Linked DNA regions of Sus scrofa: region 2 is linked to region 1. The links are chromatin contacts, called in public Hi-C maps. All regions are on one chromosome and are shown on one strand. Each heading gives the region's core, a stretch centred on a gene start, on an enhancer-like site or on the middle of the called end of the contact. The rest is flanking DNA. Distances are from core to core; before and after follow the strand shown.

Region 1 (7,448 bases), core at 3,206-5,705:
CACAGTGACCCCCCAAGTAGCTCGGCCCCAAGGTGGTCTGGGTCGGAAGATGCACAAGATAACTCACACTGTGTTCAGGGTTGTTTTTGCTTTGATTTAGCAGTGAAGTAGGGAACAAGCTGTCCCAGGGTGTGCAGAAGATAAGGGGCCCGAAGAGCGGAAGTAACTCCTCGGAGGAGCCGAGAACTCATTGAGTCTTACATCTTTGGGCCACAGAGGGGCCACCCCAGCTTTTGGAGGTCTTCTTACTGCCTCCTAAGGATTCCTTGCCTCACCTCAGGCACCTATTTCTGTATTCTGTCTGCTTTGTTTTTTAGCCACACCCTCCGCATGTGGAAGTTCCCAGGCCAGAGATCAAACTCGCTCCACTTTGGTCATCCAAGCCGCAGCAATGACAACGCCAGATCCTTAACCTGCTGAGCCATAAGGGGCTCCATCTCTTCCTATTGCTATATCGTTATGGCTTCAAGAGGCCTTTTTATTTATTTATTTATTTTGTCTTTTTGCTATTTCTTGGGCCGCTCCCTCGGCATATGGAGGTTCCCAGGCTAGGGGTCGAATCGGAGCTCTAGCAGCCGGCCTACACCAGAGCCACAGCAATGTGCGATCCGAGCCACGTCTGCAACCTACACCACAGCTCACAGCAACGCAGGATCCTTAACCCACTGAGCAAGTGCAGGGACCGAACCCGCAACCTCATGGTTCCTAGTCGGATTCGTTAACCACTGCACCACGATGGGGACTCCCAAGAGGCCTTTCTCATAACCCTCCATAGACCCTGTACATACCATGATTTCCACTTGACGGATGAGGAAATGAAAGCTGAAAGAGGGTAGCATGGTTACAGCTAGTTAAGGGTAAGGCCAAGATTCAAAAGCTCATGCATTTTGGATAGGGCCTTAGGCGTCATTTAGTCCAACTCTTTAATTTTACAAATGAGAAAAACAGCCCTGAGAGGTAAGATGCGTTGCCCATAGACACACGACTTGTTAATAGAAGAGACAGGACTAGAACTCATGCCCTGAGAGTCCCTGCCCACTGCGCCAGCCTGCTGTCAACTGAGAGGTGGGCCCAGTAGGTCCTATCCGTCTACTGTTGGCCAGCGGCCCCCCTAACAAGCCGAGCCATCTTGGTGTGCCGGGAACCACGAAGAGAAGCCATAGGCTGGGGGAATGGGCCACGGTGTCCATCACAGAGCTTGCTTGCTGAAGTGCTGATGGTATTTGTACTTGACTGGTTGCTACACAACCAGAGTCCCTGAAGGCAGAGAACTACGTATCAGTCATTTATTTCCTAGCCTGGTGAGTTTCCATTTCCTCCCACATAAGGCAAATTTATTTGAAGAGAGGCCAGTTATTTCAAGCAATGAAAAACCCCTCTACTCTCAAAGTCCTCCATGTCCAGAAAAGAGTAGAAATGCAGAGAGAGCTGCTGTGGGCCTGAGGTGACAAAATGGCTGGGCCACCATGGTGGTTGGGGTGGCCCTACTACAGTGGATGGAATGAGAGAGGCAGGTGAAGGAGGTAAAGCCTGCCAGCCTATGATGCCATCTTTTAATTTTCGTACATTTACTGTGCTCCAGCAGAGCGTGGTGTTTTCCCAAGTGTTTTTTTCCAACAATATCAGTGATAATTAAAAAAAAAATTTAATGTGCCATTGAAAACGGTGTGCCCGCTATTTAATTGGACGTTATAATTTATAGGGGCCTTCTCCTCACCCTGTACCCTGTTCCCCACTGCTTCGCTCTTTATTTTATGCTATCTGGCACTGGTAAAATAGGATTCTCATAGCAGAGACTTTTCTGCACATTTATCTAGAATGGCTAACACTATTAGGTAAAGACCTCCTATGTGTATGCCTCTAATTTAAATCATATTGTATTGAATGTATTGTCTCTTTTCTCTTCTCTTCTCTTCTATTCTTTTCTGTTTTTTAGGGCCGCACCCATGGCATATGGAGGTTCCCAGGCTAGGGGTCTAATCGGAGCTGTAGCTGCTGGCCTACACCAGAGCCACAGCAACAGCAACGCCGGATCCGAGCCACATCTGTGATCTACACCACACCTCACAGCAATGCCGGATCCTTAATCCCCCGAGCAAGGCCAGGGATCGAACCTGCATCCTCATGGATGCCAGTCAGATTTGTTTCCACTGAGCCACGATGGGAACTCATTTCTTTTTTTGTTTTTGGGCTGTGCCCATGGCACATGGAAGCTTCCTGGCCAGGGATGGAACCTGTGCCACAGCAGCGACCAGAGACACAGCAGTGACAACTTTCAAGTACCCTGGGTCACAGAAGTGGCTGGGTACAGTGAGTACCTTCTGTGGCCTTTGGGGGTGTGTGTGTCACTTTCTTTCGCTAGGTCTTGGTTTCATCTTTTCTTTTTCTTTTTTTCGTTTTTAATTAATAAGTATTATTGGAGTTCCCATCCTGGCTCAGCGGAAATGAATCTGACTAGCATCCATGAGGATGCAGGTTCAATCCCTGGCCTTGCTCAGTGGGTTAAGGAGCCGGTGTTGCATTGAGCTGTGTGGTATAGGTTGCAGGTGCAGCTTGGATCCCGAGTTGCTGTGGCTGTGGTGTAGGCCAGCAGCTGTAACCCCGATGAGACTCCTAGCCTGGGAACCTCCATATGCCGCAGGTGCAGCCCTAAAAAGACAAAGCACTAAAAAAAAAAAAAAAAAAAAAAAAAAAAAGTATGAGGGTTATAAGTTTTTAAAAAATTTCTTTTGGCTGCAGAACCTTTTCTTTAAACCGAGCATTAGGAGGCCCAAGTATGCAAATTAGGTAAAAGGTGGAGGCTGAGGGCAAATGAAGTCTGACAGCTCAGCTCTTTGTTCCTTCTATCCGCCCTGCCCCCCTCCAGCCTCCAGGTCCTGCTCAGCCCTCTGCCTGGGGGGCGGGCAGTACCAGGCATGAATGCATGCCAGGCTGGCTGATTTCGGAGGCCTCTTAGAATTTAGTGATTTGCAGAAAAATTCTCATTCCTTCCTTAAAATATTTCAAAAGAAGGAAAGCTCATCTTTCTCAGTTACCCATCCAATTGCTTTGAAAAAAACTGAGGACAGGAGTTCCCATCGTGGCTCGGTGGAAATGAATCTGACTAGCATCCACGAAGACGCAGGTTCGATCCCTGGCCTTGCTCAGTGGGTTAAGGATCTGGTGTTGCCGTGAGCTGTGGTGTAGGTTGAAGGCACGGCTCAGATCCTGCATTGCTGTGGCTGTGGCGTAGGTAGGCAGCTACCGCTCCGATTCAACCCCTAGCCTGGGAACCTCCATATGCCGCGGATGCGGCCCTAAAAAGACAAAACAGACAAAAATTTAAAAAATTAATGAGTTCCCGTCGTGGTGCAGTGGTTAACAAATCCAACTAGGAACCATGAGGTTGCGGGTTCGGTCCCTGGCCTTGATCAGTGGGTTAAGGATCCAGCATTGCCATGAGCTGTGGTGTAGGCCGGTGGCTACAGCTCCAATTCGATCCCTAGCCTGGGAACCTCCATATGCTGCGGGAGTGGCCCTAGAAAAGGCAAAAAGACCAAAAAAAAAAAAAAAAAGAATAAATTTAGCCTTAGTTATAACATAAGCACGACTTCCCATGGCTCCAGATTCTTAGTAAACCTCACTTTCGTCACTCCTCCCTGAGGTGGATAGACCCAAGTTCACTTATCAGCCTCCTATTATGGCACATTTGTGTTGCGGTTTTGCTTTTATCAACAACACTGCGTTGAACATCTTGGTGCAAGAGCCTTTCATGGCTCTGCTCTTTCCTGAGGGTATCTTCCCAGAAGTGGAATTCTTGGGTCAGAACGTCTGACTCTTTTGAAGCCCAGAGTTTAATGACTCTGTCCTCAGTGCTCTCATGAGGGAGGAGGCTTCCACCCAGGGACCCAGCATAGCGCCAGTAAGTGCCCCTGCTGTGTCCCCTTCCTGTGCAGTGCCTGAAGCCCAAGTAACATCCTGCAGATTGTTTATTCCATTTGGACCACCGGCTAAGAGCCAGTGGCAGATTCGGAGCCAGCTATCAATTATTTATCCCAACAAGGACAGGAATAGCCTGTCGATATAAAAAGAAACCCAAGGAAAATCCCCAAACCTTGTTGTTGACATTGGTTTCCCCTCTTCCCTCCCAGCCCTTCCTGGAGTAGCGGGTATTTGGTAGACTTGAGAGAGACCACCTTGCTCCCACATTGGGGTCCACAGGCAGTAAGTTAGGAGGTGACGGAGTGGGAAGCAGGACAGGGGAGCTGCCCGGGCGGGCGAGGCTGCAGGGCCCCTGCAGGGAGGAGACCTGACTGTACCTTTGAAGATCGCTATCACCACCTCATCTTTCTTTGGGCTGTCAAGTGACTTTTCTCAGCGACTGAGCCCTGGCTTTGGGCCCAGAGTGGAGCAGCGTGAACGAAGCTGTGATCAGAGAGATGTCTATCTCCTTCCTGTTTTAACATCGACTTTCCTGTCAGATGAGTCACTTGTGCCCAAGTGGTACCCAGGGCCGGGTCTCTGAGAACGTGCCAGCGTGGTGGGAGGGGACCCCGAGGGCGAGGGAGAACTGGGGACGGTGGGACCACTGGAAGCTAGAGGAGCCGGAGGGCACTTGCGGGAGCAGCACAGCCTTTTTGCTGCTGTGAAAGGCAGTTGCCATGACCTGCCTCTGGCAGCCTTGATTTGACTGAGAGGCCCATTTTCCTTCCCCACTGAAAGACTACTTTCTCTCTCTCTCTTTTTTTCTTTTTAGGGCCACACCCGCAGCATATGAAAGTTCCCAGGCTAGGGGTCGAATCAGAGCTGCAGTCCCTGGCCACAGCCACAGCCACAGCTACAGCAGATCGCAGCTGCATCTTCAACCTGCGCTGAAGCTTGCAGCAACGCAGGCTCCTTAACGCACTGAGCCAGGGATTGAACCCACGTCCTCATGGATACTAGTCGGGTTCTTAACCTGCTGAGCCACAATGGGATGTCCTCTTTCTTTTTTTTCTTTTTTTTTTTTTTTTTTTTGCTTTTTAGGGCCACACCCATGGCATATGGAGGTTCCCAGGCTAGGGGCTCCAATCAGAGCTATGGCTGCCAGCCTACACCACAGTCACAGCAATGCAGAATCCAAGCCGCATCTGCAGCCTACACCACAGTCACAGCAATGCAGAATCCAAGCCGCATCTGCAGCCTACACCACAGTCACAGCAATGCAGAATCCAAGCCGCATCTGCAGCCTATACCACAGTCACAGCAATGCAGAATCCAAGCCGCATCTGTGACCTACACCACAGCTCACGGCAATGCTGGATCCTTAACCCACTGAGTGAGGCCAGGGATCAAACCGGCAACCTCATGGTTCCTAGTTGGATTTGGTTCCTCTGCCCTGTGACAGGAACTCCTCTTTTTTTTTTTTTTTTTAAGTAAATTCATTTGGGATTAATGATATGTCTCTCTGGGCAGTCTCTGGAGCAGGACAAATTAAATTAAGTTCTCAGTGCTATAAAGGGACACTCAAAGCCACATGCTCAAAACCTCAGTTTCCCCATGAGTCAGTTGGACCATCAGACAAACCCACTCTCTTGGGGTGTTTTTGATGACTCTTCAGTGGATCGTGTAGTTCCTGGTGACAAAAAACAGCTGACAAATAGTTAACACTCCTTAGAGCTGAAACCTGGGAGTGCCAGGCCACCAGGGCAGCCAGCTGTTGGTGTTTTTCTCTCGGGTTCATCACAGAGGGAACTTAACATGTGCATGTCCTGTCTTTGTGTATCTGTGTGAAGGTTCAAGAAGACGGGGCAGCTGCAGGCTCTGAAAGAAGGCAAGACGAACATGCACCCGCCGTATTCCTTGGGACAGCTGGTCCCTGAGCGGCCCAAGTCCACCCCAGTGCTCGTCCCCCTCATCTCCCCGCCTGTGTCCCCCAACAGCCTGGGGGACAACACCTCGAGGAACAGCCGACCAGAGGCCAGGGGCCCTCAGAGCCCTTATGATGTCAGCAACAGAGACTACTTTTTTCCCAGATAGCCAGCTGGGGGATGCCTGGCAGCCTGGGGCATCGGGCCCCCTGGGCTGCGTGGATGACACGCGGATGACAAAGCACAAATTGGCTCTGCAAAAGACGCTTCTCACTGCCATTCCAGCTCATCTCAGGTGCGTGGGGCCTCTGGCTTCACCTTGACAGAAGGGCCCCGTGGAAGATTCTGCGCTGGGTGGGAAAAGCTTGGCTGCATCTCTTCAGAAGGAGGAGGTGGTGGAGGTTTGGGACCATGCTTCCTCAGCTGCCCTGTTTACAGGGCTTAGAGTGAGCTCAGGTCCCCGTGAAGAGCACGGTGTCAAGCCTCTACTGGACACTCATGCGGGCAGAGCCGGGGGGCTGTGGAGGCCTCGGGCCCCCCGGCTTGGTGGGGACAAGTTGCTGGCCGCCCGCACACCCTGATGTTTCTCCAGGAGCTGCACCCGGAGGCAAGTAGGGTGGATTTCCAGCCAAAGACCACCCCCCGCACCCCCAGCTGCTTATCTCCTGGCCCACCACAGAGTTTCATCTTCTAGCTCAAACTCTTGAAACCCAAGTGCCTTCGCAACTCAGTTTTTTGAGGCCTGAGGCCGGCTCTCCTCAAACTGCCACCGCTGGGGGAAGGTCTCCCCTGCTTTTCTTGCCCACACCTGAACAACAGCTGAGAGGGGGCTGAATAGTATCTCAGGGCCTGAGGGTTTGCAATGGAATTATGATTAGTTCCTTAGCACCATTTTTCTTTCTTTCCTTTTTTTTTTTTTTAATTAACTATTTTTCTAAATGTGAATCATAATCCGACACACTTGCTGAATCCAGAAGCAACTGCACTAGCCGGATTGCCCTTTTTGGATCCCAGGACTTCAGCAGAGAAGCTAAGAGGAAAGAGGGGGTGAGGACAGGGTCTCCACTTTATCTATAATAGCATTGCTGAGGGGATTGCCTCTGCAAAGCAGCATCCTCCCAACCACCCCCCACCACACACACACCCGCCCACCCTTCCCCCACCCCCCTGCCCTTTCCCCATTCCCGCCCCCATCCCCCCCCCAAAAAAAAGGAGAACAGACGTTAGGGAGGTTTCTGCCCCTGGCAAATCCACACTGCCTTACTCCAGCTTTGTTTATTTCGTTTTCAACTGAGCCTAAGTAACCAGGGAAGAAAATATTTATGCGAAAAGACCAAAGAACCTGGCAAGAATGTATTTTAATTTGGTTTTTTAAAAACTGCTGACTGGTGGATCTTCAGAGGGTGGAAGAGGCAGCATTAGCAGACTGTCAGGGTGCAAATAACCTGTTGGGGGGGGTGGGATGGGGGAAATGCACGATAATGTTGCTTACTGCAAAACTGAGTCAAGTAAACAGGAGGAGAAAAAAAGATTTTCCCCTATTGGAGAAGAGACTCTGCTTTCCTTCTAAATTTTGGGTTTGCCTTTAAAAGCAGAAAAGAAAAAAAAAAAAAGCCTGCC
Region 2 (7,448 bases), core at 1,694-4,193, 53 kb before region 1:
CCCTGGAGGAGACATCCCAGCCAACTTTTAAGGGTAAGTGGAATGTAGGACAATGAGGGGAATTTCTGGCAGAGGGAATAGCTTGAACAAAGGTGTGGAGGTAAGAAGCCATAAATAGGAGTTCCCGGGGTGGCGCATCAGAAACGAATCCAGGAGTTCCCGTCGTGGCACCGTGGTTAACGAATCCGACTAGGAACCATGAGGTTGCGGGTTCGGTCCCTGCCCTTGCTCAGTGGGTTAACGAACCGGCATTGCCGTGAGCTGTGGTGTAGGTTGCAGATGCGGCTCGGATCCCGCGTTGCTGTGTCTCTGGCGTAGGCCGGTGGCTACAGCTCTGATTCGACCCCTAGCCTGGGAACCTCCATATGCCGCGGGAGCGGCCCAAGAAATAGCAACAACAACAACAACAACAAAAAGACAAAAGACAAAAAAAGACAAAAAAAAAAAACCAAAAACGAATCCAACTAGGAACCATGAGGTTTCGGATTCGATCCCTGGCCTTGCTCAGTGGGTTAAGGATCTGGCGTTGCCGTGAGCTGTGGTGTGGGTCGCAGAGGCGGCTTGGATCCCAAGTTGCTGTGGCTGTGGTGGAGGCTGGCAGCCATAGCTCCGATTAGACCCCTAGCCTGGGAACCTCCATATGCCGCGGGTGTGGCCCTAAAAAGGCAAAAGACAAAAAAAAAAAAAAAAAAAAAAGCCGTAATAATATTGTAGAAACGTATTTATATTCAGAAAATGAGGTTGAGAAAATAAAGATGGGCCAGATCTTTTAATATGAACCACAATACCAGCAATTTGCATATTGTTGTTCTCATCTTACACATCAGGAAATAGAGACTCAGAGAGGTTAAGTAACTTGCCCAAGTCACACAGCCAGCAAATGGCAGAGCTGAGATGGAAACACTATCTGTCTGACTCCCGGCTGATGGATTAGAGATGGGAAGGCCCCCTTTGGTGCAGGAGCCAGGTGGGGTCTGAGACACCTGTTCTTGGGCTTCAATAGCCCTCTTTCAAACTCACCTATCTGAACAGAAGGCTTTCTGCAGCCTTCTGGTTTTAGACTGCAGCTTGTAGTCCCTCTTTGATCATTTTCAGGTCTGTATCTGCCACAAGTAGGGGGAGGGGCAACCACAGTGGGAGCCCCACCGCAATGTCATTTTATTTATTATTTATTTTTTATTATTTAAAAAAATTTTTAGTGCTATACAGCAGGATCTCATTGCCTATCCATTCCAAAGGCAATTGTTTGCCACTATTAATCATATTTATTTTATTATTTTTGAGGGCCACACCTGTGGCCTGTGAAATTTCTCGGGCAAGGACTGAACCCGTGCCACAGCAGTGATCCGAGTCACAGGAGCGACAATGCTGGATCCTTAATCCACTGAGCCACCAAGGAATTTTAAACAGCAGGAGAAAGGGCCAGTGCCAAAAGATCTACCTTCCAACATGTTTTTTTCCCTCGCCTGTGGGTGTGGCTGGAGCAAGCCCACCCAAACCAGCCTCTGGCATGGGGTGGGTCGGGGCAGGTGCCTGGTTCTGCCAAGCACTGCTGATGGGAGGTTCCCACAGAGAAACCTAGAAGCACGCCGGCTGCATTGCAGAAACCCTATTTCTTCAGGCCGGATCCTATCCCCTGGGGGCTTCCACCAAACCATGCCCACTCCTGCTGCCCCAGGAGCCTTGGTCCTGGTCCTGAAGCCCAAAGTGGAAAAGCACATCTTCATAGGCACTTGCTGGGCCAGAAACTTCTCAGCCTAGACCTTATTTCAGTAATTTTCATTCCTTCCAAACTCAGCTCTGAGGCCACCTGTCAGATTCAGGGTCCCTGGGGAACCTTGGTGGGCCCTTTAAAGAGATGGTTGTGGTTGCTTCTGAAAGCCAAGTACCAGTTTCTATCTATCACATCAGGAGGGTGGACGTGCCTGTTTTGACATCGATGGAGCACCTGTGGTCTGGACCCTGTGTCAAGTGTGTAGATCTTTATAACCATGGTATCTTCATAACCATCCTGATATTGACTTTCTTATCTCTCTCTGACATAAGAGGAAACAGAAACTCAAAAGATTTCACACAGCTGTCACAGAAGGTGGAGGTCTGGAGGGGATACTTCCATTTGGAAGCTTCCAGAGCCCAAATCTGTCCCTGGCCTGTGCTGCAGGGAACACAGGCACGGAGAAAGGATGAACCTTTACTCTATCGAGGATCTCGATGCCCGAGCCTCATCCCAGATCCATTAAGTCAGAATCAAATCCATTAAATCTCTGGGCGTGAAGCGATACATCGGTGGCTTTGGGGGCTCCCCGAGTGATTCCGAGGGGGCAGAAAGGGCTGCCAATCGCTGCTTTACTCTAACAGTAAGAGGCACATCGCCTCCTCCAGGCTCTCCAGGTGCTCCTTTCACAGAGTAATCCTGGTCACGAAACCAAAAATCAAAACCGAGCTGGTGGCGTCTAATTCTCCTGTTCTCATCAATAGAAGGAGAGGGAGGGAGAGTTCGCCCCCGCTGGGCTCGGGGCTCAGGGCCTCGCGGCTCAGGTGCGGCGCTGCGGCCGGAAGCCACCCCCTCCGCTCGGCCGGTGCGCGGGGCTGTTGCGCCATCCGCTCCGGCTTTCGTAACAGCACTCTGGGCCGGCCGAGAGACGACTCCAGCGCGAGTTCCTCAAATGTTTTCCTGCGTTGCCAGGACCGTCCGCTGCTCTGAGTCATGTGCAAGTGGGAAGTCGCACTGACAAGGAGCCCAGCCAGAGGGAGCCGAGTCGAGTGCGGCGCGGGGCTCGGGGACTAGCCTTGCGTGCTGAGCGCGGGCCCCCCGGGGATGGGGGCTGCCCTCGGGGCTTGAGCCCGCCCGCCGCCCCGCCCCGGCCGCCCGGCCGCCCGGCCGCCCGCCCGCCTGCCTGGCTGCCTCTCTGGGATCATGGGGCATTAGCTGAGGAGGAAGCATGCTGGCCGTCCGCTGCGCGCTTCTGACCGCTCTGCTTGCCGCGCCCGGGATGGCGCTGGCCCCGAGGGGCTGCTCCAAACTGGGTAAGGGCTTCGGGCGCACCTGAAGGGCTTGGACAGCTGGTGGGTGGGGGAACCTCTGCGGCTGCCGCAGACTCAGGGCAGCGGAGGGAGGCAGGAGGGGTGACGGCCCCCCCTGGTCGGGGCTAGTTTGGGTCCCCGCGGCACAAGGTGCGGTCCCGGGCTGCCCCGGCTGTCCGGTGGCGGCCCCTCGCTCGCGCGCCCCCTGCTGCGTCCTGCGCCTTTGGCCGGGCGCGCTCTCCCCGTGACGGCTCTGTGGCCGGGAAGCTCCCTGCGGTCTGCGTCCAGGACAAGGTGTGTTCTCGTATGTCCTTCCCAGGGCCCCCGGGAATCCTTACACAGCTGTCCCGGGTTACTTTAAGAGGCGATGCCCTAGCGGAGTGGAGTTCTTGCCCGGGGCGTCCTTGGTACCAGCGCCCCGTTTGCCCCTCAGCTTTGGGGAAGGCACTCCTCCTGGCTCTCCCCTCCGCCCCCTGGGTTCATGTGTGGATGACAGTGCCTTGACTGTGAAGGGACTGATTTCATGGGCTCTGAGTCACGGACTCTCCCGCTGCCTTGTTGCCGGCACTCGCTTAGGCAGACACGAGCTCTAGCAAGCTGGATGCCTACCCCCTGAGAATTGAGGCCAAGTGGGGAGGCTGGCCAGGGATTGGGGCGGCTTGAGGCTGGCACACACTGGACTCCACTGCCAGACCACAGGAGGGGGAGGCAGGGGGACAGGGGGCACTTGTTGCTCCTGCGGACTGTAATCCGCCTCTGGCCGGCAGTCCTTTCTCTGGGCTCTGGCGGCATGCCCAGCTGCGTGTCTAGTCGCTCCTCTGGAGGAGCCGGGCAACTGTTTGTCCAGAGGTTTATTTTAGGGTCTGAGGGCTTCTTTGAGGACACAGTGGAAAACCATGCGGGCAGCCGGCAGGCTTCTGGGAACGGATTGCTGGCGAGGTGGGGGCTCTGGCTTTCACTGCTAGAAGGCACTGCTAGACCCCACGGTGCTCCTGCCCCAATGAACACCCACCCTCTGCCTGTCTCTCACTCCCTGCTGCAGAGAGCTAGAGGCTGATGTGCCTGCAGCTCTCTGCTTTCTGAATGGTTGTGTTCCTTGGCTTTGGAAGAGGAAGGTGAAGGGATTCTTTTTCTTGGCACACATTTATAACTCCTGTGGGTAGTAGCCATTGTTGATGGAGGCCTCTGGTGCTTGACATGAGTTTTCTAATCCTTCACCACGGGATCTAAATCTTACTTGGTTCCAAAGAAGAGACTGAGGGTCACAGAGGTTGGGATAGGAGGTTGTCAGGCTCAGTTGGTGGAGGCCCACTCCTCCATGTTCCTCTGCGCCCATGTGGTAGGTCCCGAAGACTCCCAAATGTAGAACTAGCCCAGCAGGCAGAGCTGGGGGTGTTTGGGGGGCAAGCTGAGGGTCCTCCTTGGCTGGCTGAGCTCTGGGCAGAAGAGGCCAGGGGAAGGGAAGGCCTAGGTTGGTCGGCTGTGCTGTCAGAGGAACCCGAGGCAGGGTTGAGGCCTGGGTCACCTGGGAGGGAGCAAGGCTTCTTTACCTGCCTCTGTTGCTACTCGCACCACACCCCAGGGCACCTGCCCCAGGGGAATGACTGCTGTGGCTGCCGCTTCCTTTTGCTTCTGAGTGATTGCAAGGTACGGTGAGGGCAGCCGGTTGCAATCAGTTCTCCATTTTCCTGGTCCTTAGGTGGGACAGGCAAAGTGGTCTCAAGGCCTGGATGGCCTGTGCAAGGCAGAACTGAGAGTTTGGGGAGGAAGTGAAAGCCCTCCCAGTTCAGAAGGAAAATGCAGAGAAGTAGAAAATACCCAGCTCCCCCCTCCCACACGCACACAGACTCAGCCCACAAACTCAGAGCAAAAATAAAGACCTCGCACAGGAAACATGGAGCGAATGACTGTGAGCGCTCTCGCTTTGGAGAAGAGAGGGGCCGGGGGGAATTGCAGAGGCTGGTTTAGAGGGGGAAGTCCGCTGCTTCCCGGGCTGTGGGCTCTTGTAGCCAGAAGGCGTGTTTTCCTTGGGAACAACAGCTGCCCACACCTCTGATTGCCGGCGGGGCTGCTCAGGTGAACTTGCTAGAGGCCTGGACTAGCTGGGACAGAGGTGTCGGGTGTGGAAGGCCTGGACATCGGTGACTCAGGTTCCTTCCGTCTTCTGCAACGCAAGACTCTACACAACACAAACACCTGTCAATCTCTCAAAGTTCTGTCTCAACCTCTGAACTTCCCTTTCTGCCCCCAGTGCCTACCTGCCTTCCTAGCTTACCCGGATTCAGTATATCTCAAAAAGGTAATCCCTGGATCTAGTAGAATTGTGTGTGTGTGTGTGTGTGTGTGTGTGTGTGTGTGTGTGTGTGTGTACCCATGCGCATGTGCTGGGAGTGGGGGAGAGGTGTTTGATCAAAACACTGATTCTCAGAGTTCCCGTCGTGGCGCAGTGGTTAACGAATCCGACTAGGAACCATGAGGTCGCGGGTTCGGTCCCTGCCCTTGCTCAGTGGGTTAACGAACCGGCGTTGCCGTGAGCTGTGGTGTAGGTTGCAGACGCGGCTCGGATCCCGTGTTGCTGTGGCTCTGGCGTAGGCCGGTGGCTACAGCTCCGATTCAACCCCTAGCCTGGGAACCTCCATATGCCGCGGAAGCGGCCCAAGAGATAGCAACAACAACAACAAACAACAACAACAAAAAAGACAAAAGACAAAAAAAAAAAAAAAAATACTGATTCTCGGCCTCCACCCTCAGATATTTTTTACTGAAGAGAAAGACCTAGGAGTGAGGCTCAGGAACCATCCTTTTCAACAAACACTCCTTGGGGTTCCCACATTTGAGACTGACTGGCTAAACGCTGTGATTGAGGAACTCAAGGAAGCCCCCCACCCCCACCTTGGGGCTTCTAGCTGCCAGAAATCCTGGCTTTGGCTCTGCCCCTTGTTTACTTATTATAGCACACATTTCTGGAGTCGTGTGATGCCCTGGGATCAACTACCAGAGTCTGCCCTAAAAGGAGCTTGGTCAAGCGGCTGAGAAAACCCTCAGACCCATCCTACTTGGTACCAGCTACCCAAAGTCAAGTTGTCTGGCGAGAGGGGTAGACCAAGACCCCAGCAGCAGACACATGGACCCTGTCTGCATATCTCATCCCTGACCCTCAGCATCCCTTGCTGCAGACTGGCTTAACAAACCCTCCCCTTCCAGGGTGTTTGTAGGGATTACTGAAAGCCACCCAGGTGCTCGCTGCTGTAAATACCCTTGCCCTCTGGTTCTCCTGTCCCCCCAGGCCTGCGTGCCACCAGCCGATCAGTGCTCTGACCACCAGCCAGAGCATTTCTATCAGCAGATCTGGGCTTCTCCAGGCCAGTGTTAAGGGCCTACGGCTGCTGTCTAATACAGTCGTACCTTACTAAGTGTGGCTCTTTGAGTTTTCATTAATTAAAATGAAATCAAATCTCAAATGTTGTTCTTGGAGTTCCCACTGTGGCACAGTGGGCTCGGAGGCATCTGCAGCGCCAGCACACAGGTTCAATCCCTGGCCTGGCACAGTGGGTTAAGGATCTGCAGTTGCCAGCATAGATCGAACCTGTGGCTTAGATCTGATCCCTGGCCAGGGAACTTCCATATGCTGTGGGGTGGCCAAAAAAGAAAGAAAAAAAAAATGTAGTTCCTTAGCTGTACTAGTCACACTTGGCTACCATATTGGACAGCTCAGAATTAGAGCGTTTCCATCATTGCAGAAAATCCTACTGGACAGCGCTGAATAGAGAGCTAAACAGTTTCTTCCACAGGTTTTCTCTTGTGTCATCCTTTATCCTCCTCTGGACCTTTTTCTCTCCACCCGAACGCAGCTCATCCTGTACAGTTAATTGTTAAGGGTTTGGAGCCAGACAGGTCTCTGCCCAGCCCTGCCAGGGAGAAAGAACGTGAGCCCAGGCGAGGGCTTTTATCTCTCGGAGACGCACTGTCCTCACCTAGGAAAATAGAAATAACTACTACATTACCTCGCAGGGTGGTTACGAAGACGAAATGCACTAAGTACTGCACACACTGTGTAGGGAGGTCTCTAGCACCAAGCAGATACTTAAATATGTGTAGCTAGTAATTTACTCACTTGAAAATGGTATTAGGAGCTTCTCCTGTGTTCCAGGCACTATTCTAATAGATCTATATCCAGGATCTATTCTGGATACAGCAGTGAGTAAAAGAGACAAAAATCCCAGCTCACTGGGGCTTCATCCTGGTGGGGATGTAAATTAAATATATGGTATGAGAGTGGCGAGTGCTAAGGAGGAAAAAGAACGCAGGGGAAGGGAGAGGGGGACTGAGTACATGTTGAAGAGGATGTAGAATTTTTTGTTTTTGTCCTTTTTAGGGCCACACCGGTGGCATATGGAGGTTCCCAGGCTAGGGGTCCAATCAGA

What was found. A called contact is a pair of places that touch in the nucleus more often than the background predicts.
Region 2: a contact with region 1 is called in a Hi-C map of blood, with 3 times the contacts expected there. The contact joins the promoter of IL6R here to the enhancer-like site in region 1. A contact is called at or near these places in 7 of 47 Hi-C or Micro-C datasets (alveolar macrophages, blood, omental adipose tissue and 2 more).

What each region holds. Positions count from the first base shown.
Region 1 is chr4:95,324,773-95,332,220 of Sscrofa11.1, reverse strand. It overlaps IL6R (interleukin 6 receptor), which reads left to right. Exons shown (of 10, transcript NM_214403.1): 10 at 5,754-5,997. The coding sequence ends at 5,997. Among named protein-coding and RNA genes, the nearest start is that of TDRD10, 44 kb to the right of the region's middle. Within about 2 kb of position 4,455, at least 9 of the 83 cell types and tissues checked have an H3K27ac peak or open chromatin away from gene starts, as enhancers often do. A contact at or near this core is called in omental adipose tissue, where this site is marked.
Region 2 is chr4:95,376,562-95,384,009 of Sscrofa11.1, reverse strand. IL6R (interleukin 6 receptor) reads left to right here and starts at 2,943. Exons shown (of 10, transcript NM_214403.1): 1 at 2,943-3,027. The coding sequence starts at 2,943.